Linked DNA regions of Mus musculus: region 1 is linked to region 2. The links are chromatin contacts, called in public HiChIP or PLAC-seq maps. All regions are on one chromosome and are shown on one strand. Each heading gives the region's core, a stretch centred on a gene start, on an enhancer-like site or on the middle of the called end of the contact. The rest is flanking DNA. Distances are from core to core; before and after follow the strand shown. Region 1 has its middle 9.1 kb from the start of Gm36732. Region 2 overlaps Babam2 (BRISC and BRCA1 A complex member 2).

Region 1 (6,390 bases), core at 3,849-6,348, 120 kb before region 2:
CCTGACCCAATGATTACTAACATCCCACCTCTTGCGGTGTCCCAGTTTGGAGAATCGACTACACAGTGCTGCCTACGAGGCATCAACTATGTGCCAGGGTTGGTGGCAGACCTGGGGGATGGGGAGGGAGATGATGTCCCAACTGCCACTCTCCAGGACTCACTGTTGCTGCTTGAGGACACAGACTGGGAAAGGAATGGAGAAGGTGGGGATGGTCACACTGCTAGAGGTCCCCTCAAGAACCTGCCAAGAAACATCTATGGATAGATCTATCTTTCTTGGTTTATTCAGAATTTTTAATATTTTAATATTTTTCCAGCTTTATAAGCTGCTTTAAAAAAAACCCAAAACAATTCACTATGTAGCTCATAGCAATTCTCCTGCCTCAGGCTCCCAAACACTTGGTTTTTTTTTTTTTTTTTTTAATTGCATGTATCTATTTGTCTCTGTGTATGCTGGGCAAACAGGTGTATGTTCTCTACATTCTGTATAGGGGTACACCTACAGATGAAGGTCAGAGGGGCAACTTGTGGGAACTGGATCTCTCCTTCTACCATGTGGGTCTCTTGCTCAGATTCAGGTGGTCCAGCTTAGTGGTAAGTGCCATCATAGGCTGAGCCGTCTAGTCAACACAAGCTGGATCATTACAGGCGTGTGCTGTGCGCTGCTACAAGTGGTGCTAATCCATTTTCTGGTGTGTGTGTGTGTGTGTGTGTGTGTGTGTGTGTGTGTGTGTGTGTGCCTATCCTAGAACCAGGGATGCTTTCGAGGTGCAGGTGTCTTAATGCCAAATCCCTTACCAGCAAGCCCACAATCCACTCTTCCAAGCCCCTGCCTTGTCTGTAAGCCTCCTTCTGAGTTAGATCCTCTCTGTGTCCTGCTCAGTTAACTTGAGGGCACCCTCTGGTGGGCAGCAAAGTCTCCTTGTCCCTCCGCCAATGTTACAGGGGAACTTTGTCCTGCTTCTCAGCAGAGCATGGCCTGACCCCATCCCACGATATCCTGGGTGACTGCATGAAAACCCCAGAGCTCCCCAGCACTGGAGGAGTTTTGCCTTATTTAGACATGGTGCCCTGGAGGAAGGAGAAAGGGAAGGAGGGGGAGGGGATGGCAAGTAGATAGGCACGAAGGAGAAGGAAGGAGGCTGGAGGATTCTGAGAACTAAGGGTCATGATGACATCATCACGGGAGGGTTTTGCTGGGGTCAGTGGGTGAGGGCGGGGCCCAGTGGCTGGGGCTCACGGTGACTCATTTATAGGAATGGGCTTTGTGTCTGCCGCAGTCATTTATTTAGTAAGCCATTAATTGTTTCGACACTCGTTTATTGAGTTGTTATTATGCTTCAGGCCCAGGACTAGGCTTCAGAAGACAGAGATCACTGCCAGGGCTGGGAGCTCACGGCCCAAAGGGGAGAGGCGAGGCCACTGCTATGTGTGGGTGTGTGCAGGAGCAGAGGGTCCTGGGACAGGCATTTCAATGCATGGCAGACACAGAGACAACAGAGGGGCACCATTGGAGGAGATAGTGGCCAAGAAAGACTCCCATGGGAAGGAAGGTAGGGGAAGGGCTCTTAAGGTGCTGGAGGGGAGGAAGAAGAGGAGGAAAGGGAAGAGGAGGGGAGGAGAGGGGGTCGGGGAGGAAGAGTATGTAGTGGAAGGTTGGAAGAAGGGCTCAGGAGGCATAGGGAACTGACAGGCACCTGAGACACAATAACAATGGCTAGATTTATGCTTGTAGGCTAGTGACATGGCCTGACCTGTAATGGTACCTGCTGCCAAGCCTGCTGACCTGAGTTTGATCCCTAGGAAAGAGAAAAGTTATCCTTGAGTTCCACATGTGCTCTGTGGTATATGAGTGAGCATACACACACACACACACACACACACACACTCACATGGGCTGAGGAGAAAACAAACAAACAAATGTTTTTACATGCACAAGGAAAACAGAAATGTTCTTGGAGAGGGAATGTCCACAAGATTCTAAAGTAGGGGACCCTGGAGGTGTGGCTACATCCTTCGCATTTGGGTCTGGCTAGTATGACCTTGGCAGACTGGTCCTTGCTGTAGGTGATGGTTCATAGACTTAGCCACACCAGCTTCATCCTTCCTCAGAGATAGCTCAGTGTCTGCCCCGATAAATGGAAAAGGTGAACCTTAATGGAGGGCAGAGCTTGGCAGACCCCACAGTCAACAGCAGTAGAGTCAGAGTGACTGCAGTTTGTGGCCACCTGAAAACCCTCCTGTCACACCTGAGGATGCCCTGCTTGATGTCTGGACACAGCTCCTGAGTGGTCATTGCTAGTATCATGGGACATCCTTAATAATAGGCAAGCCCAAGTCACTCATTCGTGGCGAGCCTCGGTTCTCAGGCATGCCATCTGATTCCAGAGGTCCCTTTTCCCAAATGGGAGACGTCTGCTTCTGTGAAGAGACTGCCACACTTTGTCCCAGTCCTCCACGTCTCTGGGGAGATCACTGGGCTCCTCTTCTAGTAACCAGACCACAGGAGGCCATAGACTCCAGGAGGGACTTTCAGCCTTGAGATTTTTTTCTTCAAACAGGCCCCGGGTGTTACGGTGGCTTCTTCAGGGGTGTCCCCAGACCCTGTTCTTCCAGAAGTGTGAAGCCACCCCACCTGGCCTTGACCATCACTGCCCACTTCTTCCAGTCACTAAAGTCCCAAACATATTTGTGCTCCTCCTGCTACGATTAATTGGGGTCTATTTCAAGGGAAACTCAGTAGTCTGCCCACTTCTGATTCACACCCATTGAGCTCATCAAAACCAGAACAATTTGGTAATAGTAATAGCTTCTTGGTTTACTGGACGCCCTCTGGGATCTGTGAAAAAAAAAAAAATCTCCGTTCCTCAGAAACAGGAAGTTTCAACAGAAGGAAAGACAGTTGCAAAAATCAACAACATTTGAATTGTCTCTGCCTGTTGGAGAGGTGTGTGCGTTCAGTGTTCCAGTCCTCTGGTCAGCAAACAATCAGCACCTACTGTGTGCAGGGCTGGGAACACAGGGGATTTTAAAAGGAGAGCTTCTGTTTGGGGAGGGTTGCAGTGTCTCCCAGAAAACCATCTTGGGTGCAGAGGGGAGGGGCTGGGGCCTGGGGCCTGGGGCCTGGGGGACTGGCTGCAAACTCACACAACAGAAATTTACTTTATTGAAATTCTGGAGGCCTTCCGAGATTACAACCAGCCAACTTTCCCCTTGTCTTTCCCTTGTTGTTCCTCTGTTTGTGTCCAAATCACAAGCCGTGCGTGGTAGCTCACTCCTGTAATCCCAGCACTGAGGAGGCAAAAGTCAAATACCACAAGTCTGAGCCAGCCTGAGCTACATATAGTGAGTTCCAGGCCAGTCAGGGTTACACAGTGAGAGTTTGTTTAGAAAACCAACAATACAATAAAAGGATATTGGCCACATTGGAGTAGGTAATTATCTCTTTAAAGGCCTTTTCTCAGCTAGGCACATACCTGTAATCCCAGCACTCAGGTTGTTAGATATTTAGGGTCATCTTCACTTATATATTGAGCTTTAGTCTAGCCTGGGCTACATGAAACCCTGTCTCAAAACAAAAAAAACAAAAAACAACCCCCCCCAAAACCCAAATAAGTAAATAAATAAACCATAAATACAAAATAAATGGCCTTTCTCTAAATACTGTCATATTCAAAGGTCCTGGGGCCTTTGGTCGCAATATGTAAATCTGGAGGAATAAAGGCAATGACCCCCTGCCAAGTCTTTCTGTTTCATTAGTGTCTGCAGTTAGAATCCTGAATGAGGTCATCACAGGGCTTTCTATAGAAGAGTGGCAACGGCCACAAAGCCACCAGACCTGGGTTCCCATCTTGCTCCTTCACTTAAGTATCAAGACGATATAGCCCCAGTTCCCTCAGAAACATGAGGAAGATGACATCGGCATCACAGGCAACATAGGTGATGATCCATCCAGAAAGTTCTTTAGTGTAAGCGGCAGTGTCAAGCCCAGGACACAGAGAGTGCGCACAAGATGCAAGGTCTTTTCCTAAGCATGGTCTTCTCCTGGAGATTCTTCCCACAGGAAACTAAGGATGTTTCCTAAGACCTCTCTGGAGAGGAATCAGGTAGGAGGAAATCTAAGACGCAAAGATAAGTAAGATACCAGGTCCCCTGTCAGCTGACAGGGGACCTTAACCCCTCAAGCTGGGGGCGCTAAGACATTAGGGCACCTTGCAGACTATGGGCAGAATTACTAACCTTTATTTGACTCAGGATCTTCTGGTCCAGTGCTGTGTCCAAAGGACTCTAAGCTAGGTGTGGTGGTGGCTGCCTATAATTTCACAGTATTAGATTAAAAGCAGCAGAATTAAAAGCTCAAGGCCAGCCTTGGATGTTATAGGAGCCTGTCTGGAAAACCAGAGGACTGGGTGTGGGGATGGGGGGTGGGGAGGCCAGGGGGTGAGGGGGGGCAGAGTGACTCTATTTCAAAGGTCTGTCCTGAACTTGAAGCCCATCCACAATCACTCACTCTTGGGATTTCAAAGTATGACGGAAGAAACAGGGTCAGGTCCAGGTTGAGCCCAATTTGGAATCTCAGAGAGGAAAAGAAGCCAAAGTTGGCAGGGACTTCATGTCAGAGGAAATCTTCCTAGCCCATAGTGAGGCCGGACTGGGAAAGAAGGGCTCTGCTTTCGGATCCCAGCCTTGTATTTCCTGTTGATGGAGCACTGGGAAGCCTATAGGCCAAAGTGGGAATCAAATACTTGATAGCATGCGTTATCGTTACTAAGTCTGATCAGAGTCCACTGGCCCCTCTTCTGGCTAACACACTCCCTGGATACTGGGGGTGGGGTGAAGAGACAAGTCCTGGCAGCTTTGGATTCTGCTGTCCCTACACTGCCAGCTCGATGTGTAGCCGCCCACTTCAGAGCAGAGTCAGGGTGCATCTTTTCTTAAGAAGTGGAGCATTTCCTGTTTTGGAGGAGGAGGGATGGGGCTCTTCCTGGACCACATTGCCTCTTCAACCCCTCCACCCCCCCCCCACCACACCTCCCTCCCTGAGTTACTCACTCCTGGAAATAGGGCTGATGACATCGAGATGAGTCAGAGGCTCACGCGCGTCATGGCCCGACTGCTGGGAGGGTGAATGAGTTCAGTGCTCCCTAGACCACAGCCCTAGATGTGCACCAGGAGTCCAGGCAAGGCAACAGGCCTGGGGGCGGTGTACATGTCTGTACTTGTGTGTGTGTGTGTGTATACATGTGTGTATATGTGTGTGTGCGCGCAGTTGTGTGTGTACGTGTGTATATGTGTATGTGTGGCATGGCAGGAGGAGGCTAGCCTTTATTTAGCAATGAATTACATACAAGCCCTCATCCATTGCTCTCTCTTCCTAGCCCCTGAGTGATGCTAGCCTTTCTCAGCAACAGGTAACAACCCTAATGTCTTTCTAGGCAAGTAGGCTCAGAGGACTAACCCCTTGGAGAACTACCTGACTTCTTCTGACCAAATTACCCAGCTCTGCCCCAGCACAGTGAGGTATAGCAGCAGTCCTGAAACTGGTGGTCTAGCCTCAGCTTCTTTAGAAGGGCCCCTACCCCAGGGATTACCCTTGCAGGGATATGTATTCAGTGAGGGGGGGTGTGTTTATACTTTGAGGGATGCCCTAATTCACAGTGTCAGTCAAACACACACTTTAGGTCTGTTTTCCGTTTTCCATGTGTCGCATTTTGGAACATTTAGCGGACATAGGATCACTGCAAAGGAATGTATTAATTCAATGCATTTTGAAATGTCTCTTTAACATTCTTGGAGTTACAGTGCAAGCTGAGCATACTAATAGAGGCAAAACAACACGCAAGCTAGACTCTCCTGGCACTTGGTAAATAGGGCTGAAGTACCAGTTTCCCCATACCTAACATGGGTGTAGCCAGGGCACAAATGGTATGGAAAATAACACCAGGACCGTGAAGCAGGAGGCAGCCCCACCTCTGAGTTCTCTCTTTTACCCTCCCCAAACAGCCACTGCTCCAAACATTGCTCCTCACAGACCTTGAGGACTGCTGCTTGGACCCTTTAGGATTTCCTTCCAGTTGATCTAAACGAGAATGGAACGAAACCTCTCAGGATAGAGGGGTTAGAATTCAGAAGAATGCATTTTGATTTGGGTATGGGGCACACACCTGCGATCCTGGCACTTGGGAGGCTGAGGAGAGAGGATTATTGATTTGAAGTTGGCTTGAGCCACATAGTGAGATCCCCTCTTTCAAAATGAACTGATTGATGGCACTTTGATATCTCAGGCATGGGCTAGGACAGCAAAGAGAACGAGGATTCAACTCTCCAGGGCTCCCCTAGTGTCATGTCATTAGCTCCAGTGCAATCAGAGGGGACAGACTGTCCCCAG
Region 2 (6,420 bases), core at 1,677-4,176:
AAAATAACTTCATTGTAATCCAAATAGCAGTATGTACAGGATAGAGCCTGTTATTCTACTCCACAATAAGTGGATCTTGTTACTCCATTCCACAATATCCACAAACAAGCGGGCATACAGTAAGGCAGGAACTAGCTCAGTGTCAGACAGGAACATGTATGCAACCCAGTGCCCTGCCAATAGTACCCTCTAGCTTGGGAGGGCCTTTGGCGCCTTCTGAGGCCACTGAAGCTTAGACATTGAAGGGGAAGAATGAAGTCTGACGTGTGCCACATTCTACACAATGCGGCCCTTGGAGTGCTGTCTCAATCCTGTGTCCAGCCACCACAACACACTTCAACAACATCAGAAGCCTGGTGACTGGAAGCTGCACACTTAGAAAACCAGGACCATTTAATCTCAAGCCTTGGGTATGGTTGCATGGCCAGTTCCATATTGACCTCATCTTCCTGCCTCCCATGGGGTGAATGGTGATCTGCATGTCTGCCCTTCATCTTTCCACTCCATCTTTTGAGGTCACCAAGACAGATGTGATATATCCATAGGACACAATTGTTCCTTAGAAGGGTGCTCTACACATTTTAGGGGCTCAAGACAATGATGAGTGACACTCCCTCTCCTCCCATAGTCTTTTCAAACTGAGAACAAGGACAGGAAATTGATATGAAGGATTCAGGTACCCGGCCTCTCTTTCTTCCTTCTCCACTAGACTCTAAACTTTGGGAGCCAAAGTCAGATGCAGGCTGAGACATGGAAGATGGAAATCTTTAAAAAATGTGTTCATGTGCCTGGCCCACTATAATTCCCAGCATGAACTGAGGAGTGGCATCAGATCTGACCACACATAATATCCATGGGAGCGTGTCACAGCCTTCAGCAAACAGTTCTGACAGTACACAGTGTGAGGGTAGGCGGTGTCCCAGTGGAATGCCACCCCTGTACTTACTGTGCAGCATGTGACCCGATCGCTGCCTTGGGAATGGGGTCAGTTTCCTCATGAATGGCGTACCTAACTCTGGGCCTCTGAACCAACTCTTGGTGCTGTTAGTGTGTGTTGCCTTTGAGATAGCACATAGTGGGAAACCATGTGTGTGCTTCAAGCTGAGCTAGTTTTAGGCCAGAAGTTGGCAAGGATGGGCCAACATCAGCACCTGAACTAATGAAGCCTAAACAAGAGAACCATGTCTCTGCTCGCAACCACAGAGCACCCACCCTCCATCCCTGAGCCATGTTCTTGTTGCTTAGGGGGCTGGGGGCAGGTGTGGAAGGGTGTTACTGAGACTATTTCTGCTTGTTATGATCTCAAAGGCAAGGCGACATACCAGGCAGCAAGGATCACATTACAGGACTCTGTGGACACACCGGGCGAGTGTCAGCAACCGCTATTGCATCTGGGAGTCCAGCAACTGCTGTGGCAGGGCAACACAGTGCCCAGCCTGTGCTCATCTTGCTAAGCTGTGTGTTCATTCAGAGTCAGAGGAGCAGAGAAAAGAGACAGCTTTGTTCCAAGCTACTAGTGAAACTACCAACCTAAAGGGGGCAGAGGCAGCCTTTCCTAGTCTGCACAAGCTTTCCTGCAGACCAAGTTTGCAGTTTTGGTCAGTAAAGAGCTGGTATATAACAGAAGCTCGCAAAGTAAATTCATTGGGAAGTGAATTCTATAAATGACACCCTTGTTTGCATTGGCTTTGAGTGCAAAAAGGTTAAAAAAAAAATAGGTGCTTCCTAGCTCTCACGTTAGAGGTCCTTTAGGAGCCTCACTGGTTTTCCCCCTAGCTCACATTTTAGGGGGTCCCTTAGGAGCCCTTCCTGGTTTCTTACTAGAGCTTACCAATCACTTCAGCACTTTTGGCCTTCTTCCCCATCCCACTGCTCAGACTGGGAGAGAAGGCGAATCCAGACAGAGCAGGGGTGGGAGAGGGTTGGGCATCTGGGCTCTTGAAGACAGCATGTGGTTCCCTTACCCACTGTGTTTACCAAGCAGATGAGTCAGTATTCAAATCAGCATTCCCTTCCATGTAGGTACACATGGGTGTCCCACCTTGAACCAAGCCGCTGAAGACAATCAGTCCCACGCAGCAAGGAGGGTGTTGGCCCCCTGCCCCCATCTAAATCTGGTAGACACCATGTGTGTCAGAGCCACCAGACCAATGAACAAACACAGACATACAGAAAAAAAAAACCTGTAAAAACAAAGGGGAGTAAGCTCCCCACCCTTTATGCACTTCACAGAGCATGCTCTGTAGTGCCAACTATGGGGAGAAGGAGAGACCTATTTCCTAGTCAGCTCCTTGGTACCTACTTTAGGGACCAGAGTCCTTGTTAGAACTCAGAGCACTTCCAGTTTAAAGGTCAACACATATTCTGTAAAGAGTCAGACATTAGATATTTTCAGCTTGTAGGTCAAATCTCTGTCACAATAACTCGTATCTGCTCTGAACTGATCATGGCTGTAGACAAGATGTAAATGGACAGGGGTAGCTATGTTCTAATAAAACTTTATTCATAAAAACAGGCGCTGGTAGTGCAGATCTCTGACTGTTCACTGATCCCTTATCTAGTCTGCACCTTCTCTGTGTAGAGGTGAATTCCCTCAGGGAATTATGCTGCTGTCCAAGACTGAATTTGCAAGGCTTCATGGTGGGAACAGAGCAGGCCCAAGAGCCAACAAAGTTGAAGGAAAGATGGCTACTTGGATAATTGGAGATTTTAAATAAGACTTTCACCCTACAAGAAGGGACTAACAATTGAATGGAAAATCACAGGTTAAACATCTCTGTTTGGGTCCAATCTGTCTAAGATGGGATACACAACTCATCTCGCACTGATGGAAGAAGGGGTTGTGGCTTTCCTAGTGTATGCTGCTCGTGGTCACTAATCAGCGAGACTCAGACACAGTCTAAGAGTGCCTCAGGAGAAGGGCTGTGGAAAGAAGCCAAAAGGAACTGGAAAGCCACTGCACTTGTCTGTGGACAATAGGAGAAGAAAGCAGCAAATTCGTTTTTTCCAGTCAGCAGTTTGTCTAATTGCACAGAAATGGTCAGGGAGGACAAGCCCTCTTGTCCGGCTGAGAACAGGTTGTTTTGGCTGTCAAGCATTTTCAAAACAAGTTTTCTTGGTCTCCTGACAGGCTGAGGCAAGAACAAGAAAATGAAGAAAGGAAGATCCCATGATCAAGCTTGCGGTTCACGTGGGCCGTCTCTGCCTGAACAGTCAAGTGTGCTTTCAGAACGTCCAGATAAAACTGGTCTTAGGGCTAATATCACCTTGCCAGTGACACTATTTAATGAAGTGATTCGTCTAAGAACTCTCTGGCAGCTGGATAATCAGTCTGGGAGGAATAAGAGGTCAAAGTCACTCTCAGGCACAAGGGTACTCGATTCTGCCCAAACCTAAACCTGCTTTGCTTTAATTCTCACCTCAGGTTACACAGAATCTTCCTGAAGCTGATGTTTAAAACTATCTTCTTTAAGGTGGATTTTTCCATTGCAACCACAGAACACTTGGTCAGGGTGGGGCAGAGAATGTAGCAAGGAAGTGTGCACCAGGCAGGCTAGGATCAGCCTGGTCTCAGGGAATCCACCATTCCCAGCAGCATGGTCTGTTAGGGCTTAGCCACTGCCTTCAAGAGAGGGATCCAAATACATAGCCTAGCGTGGTGTCTCAAAGGAGGGAGCACCGGCCCTAGGGAGGGCTTATCCTGCAATCCACAGAAACTATTCAGAAACAAGAGTGCCTGGAACTCTCAGATCCCCTGAATAATCACTAAGGGCCCAAAGCAGAAGACAGAAGAGATTCGGAACTGGGGCAGAGCGCCTCCTCCTGAACTGCCTTCTCTAGTCTCAGATTCTTGGTGCAGTGACCAGCCAGTCCATTAGCATCCCACATGGGGGATGAGGGTTGCTCTCTCAAATTCAGGAGGAACCCTGTAGAGGAGGCACTCATTGACTCTGAGGCTGGCTCTTCTTCAGTGAGATAAGTTACTAGGCCTCTGAGGCCTCTTCTACCAACTGTCTGCGAGAATGTTCTGAAAAGAAAAATCCTCCATGGAACTTTGAAGCCTGAGGCAGGCAGGTCTGAGCTGTGTTGTGTTTAGGGACACTGAGAGCTGGGAGGGATGTGCAGATCAGCATGTGACATTCCTCCTGCCTCTCCCACTCCCACTCCCACACAGTGGGGACTATCTGCACTGCTGGCTCTGCCCGAGGTCCTCTAGATAGAGCTTTTATTACCTGAGAGACAAGGAGAGTCGATCCTACTTTTAGATATGCAGGTTGCTCTAGCTAAGGACCTGGTTTGGATTGTCCTTCAGCACAGGAAGCCCTACTATGTTCAAGCTTTAGATAAACAGCATTTGACATTTTAGTGTCAATATGTCTTGCAAGGGGGATACTTTTATGAACTTATTTGTTACTTAGCAAAACTTTACTGTTTTTGCAGTAAGTGGCACTGTATCTAGCAACTCTATTTTCATGTGTGTGTATGTACATGTGAGTACACGTGTACATAGTGTGTGTATGTCCATGTGTGTACATAGTGTGTGCATGTACATGTGAGTGTGTACATATATGGATGTTCATGTGTATGGGTATGGTATATGAAGGGACTAGAATACAACCTTGGGTGTCATTCCTTAGGTGATGTACCCCTCTCCCCCCCCCCCCCACTTTGAGAAGGGGTTTCTCAATGGCCTGGAACTTATCAAGGAGATAGGTTGGCCAGCCAGCACATCACAGGGATCTACCTATTTCTGCCTCTCCTGTGCTACAAGCGTGTGCCACTCCATCTGGCTTTTTAGATGTGGGTTCTGAGGAACAAACTCATACAACCTGTAAAGCAGGCACTTTTCCAACTGGCAATCTTCAGTTCTATATACATGGCATTCTAACACCAGAGAACCAGAATAGGTTTGGAAAGCTCCAGGCTGGCAAGGTAAGGGTTAATGGGTCCAAGCCAATGGTTCCTTTACTGGGTCCTTGATGAAGAGCTTGACAAGAAGACATGATGCTCTCACCAACTTCATCGCCATTTCCAAGGCCATGAATGCTCTACTAGGATCTACTTGCCCACATTAAGGTGGACCTATATCAACCCATAAGTTTGTTAGGAAAACCCTACTGCATTCAGAAAAAAGATCAAGTGTCTCAGTGTGGCAGCAGCCACCACTAAACAACACTATGCCAGGCATTACAATAATGCCTGGGAGCTGGGGTTCTTTGAAATAGGGGTTCTGAGTTTCAACATTCTGAGAATAGCACCTCTCTCTCTCTCTCTCTCTCTCTCTCTCCCTCTCTCTCTCTGTATGTGTGTGTGTGTGTTAAATGTTAGGGTCTCCAGGGCTCTGCACATGTTTTGTATATAATTTCTTGCACATGTTTCCTATATATTTGCTGAATGGATTTGCCAACCCATAACATACAGTTATGTCCTGTTTCTCTCTGTTGGGCACCTGGCACTGCCTTTCATGGGACACAAAGAAATGAATTATTATTTTCCCCTCAGAGGTGACTTTGGATAAGGTTTACCTAGGCATCTCTTGACCTAACTTCTGCTTTCTTGCCTTCCATTTTCCACTGGGTTGACTAAGTGTCTGTGTGGAAGACAGGAGTCACTGGAATTTTTTCTCCACTTCTCGCTGTGCATCCCATCCTCTGATGATCTGGAGGTTACTGTGAAGGCCACGTTGCTTGAGGCCTGCCTGTCACTGTACCCTTACTCTTTTCTCTCATTCATAAGCCCTAATAATAAATTTAGCTATGCTTATTCATCTTGCTTAAAAGTCCTTGGGTCTTTAGACCCCCAGAAAGTTATTTCTGCTCAAGAATATCCTGGGCTCAACCCAAGGACATGAAGGCCTTCAGCCTCCTGGGTGAGCTGTTGAAGCAGAAGGCCACCCCAAGCCACTCCACATGCAAGCTTCCTCACTCCAGGCCCTGACTCCAATGTGCTGCTCCTGGGGCCACAGGCGGCAAGGGAAGTAGGAGGTCACACACAGCTTAGGTATTGTCTTGGACCAGTCTTCAGGTACACAGGGTTCTAATCTTTGTACTGTACGTCTTAACCAGGCTCTTCCAAGAAATGAAACTGATGTCCCAATTGCCAACTCTATGCCAGTCATTGCCACTGTGACAGTCAAAGTTTATCACATTTCTAGCTGATTTTTAAAGTCCCCCCCCCCCTCTCATGTCCTGAATCTGGTCTGGCTCTCAAGCACACTTTCTGGCTTGGTCAACCCAACCTAGCTCTGCTGCTGGCTATGACTTTTGTGGATCACTGAGGAAAGACAAGAGAGCTATTTGCCTAGTCACTCTTTTGCTTATTTCTATCAACTCCACTTCAGCAGGCATGAATCAGTTCTTGCCACCAGTGCTCCTTGTGCTGAATGATCCGATGACAGGCAAGAGAGAGTCTTGTTCCTGC

Evidence for each region. HiChIP or PLAC-seq counts read pairs in DNA pulled down with a chosen protein or histone mark.
Region 1: a contact with region 2 is called in a FOXA1 HiChIP or PLAC-seq map of pancreatic cancer cells. The contact joins two enhancer-like sites. A contact is called at or near these places in 5 of 39 promoter capture datasets (the C10 cell line, cranial neural crest, embryonic stem cells and 2 more), 1 of 15 datasets of contacts at CTCF or cohesin (the NIH/3T3 cell line), 15 of 484 Hi-C or Micro-C datasets (the AML12 cell line, the HL-1 cell line, bone marrow-derived dendritic cells and 10 more), 3 of 115 datasets of contacts at active chromatin or transcription factors (bone marrow-derived dendritic cells, microglia and pancreatic cancer cells) and 2 of 9 other capture datasets (adipose tissue and embryonic stem cells).

Annotation. Positions count from the first base shown.
Region 1 is chr5:32,190,934-32,197,323 of GRCm38.p6, reverse strand. No RefSeq gene overlaps it. Among named protein-coding and RNA genes, the nearest start is that of Gm36732, 9.1 kb to the right of the region's middle. Within about 2 kb of position 5,098, at least 142 of the 459 cell types and tissues checked have an H3K27ac peak or open chromatin away from gene starts, as enhancers often do. A contact at or near this core is called in the HL-1 cell line, muscle stem cells, pancreatic cancer cells and 1 more, where this site is marked.
Region 2 is chr5:32,066,522-32,072,941 of GRCm38.p6, reverse strand. All of the region lies in intron 11 of Babam2 (BRISC and BRCA1 A complex member 2), which reads right to left. Among named protein-coding and RNA genes, the nearest start is that of Gm40277, 21 kb to the left of the region's middle. Within about 2 kb of position 2,926, at least 43 of the 459 cell types and tissues checked have an H3K27ac peak or open chromatin away from gene starts, as enhancers often do. A contact at or near this core is called in the HL-1 cell line, muscle stem cells, pancreatic cancer cells and 1 more, where this site is marked.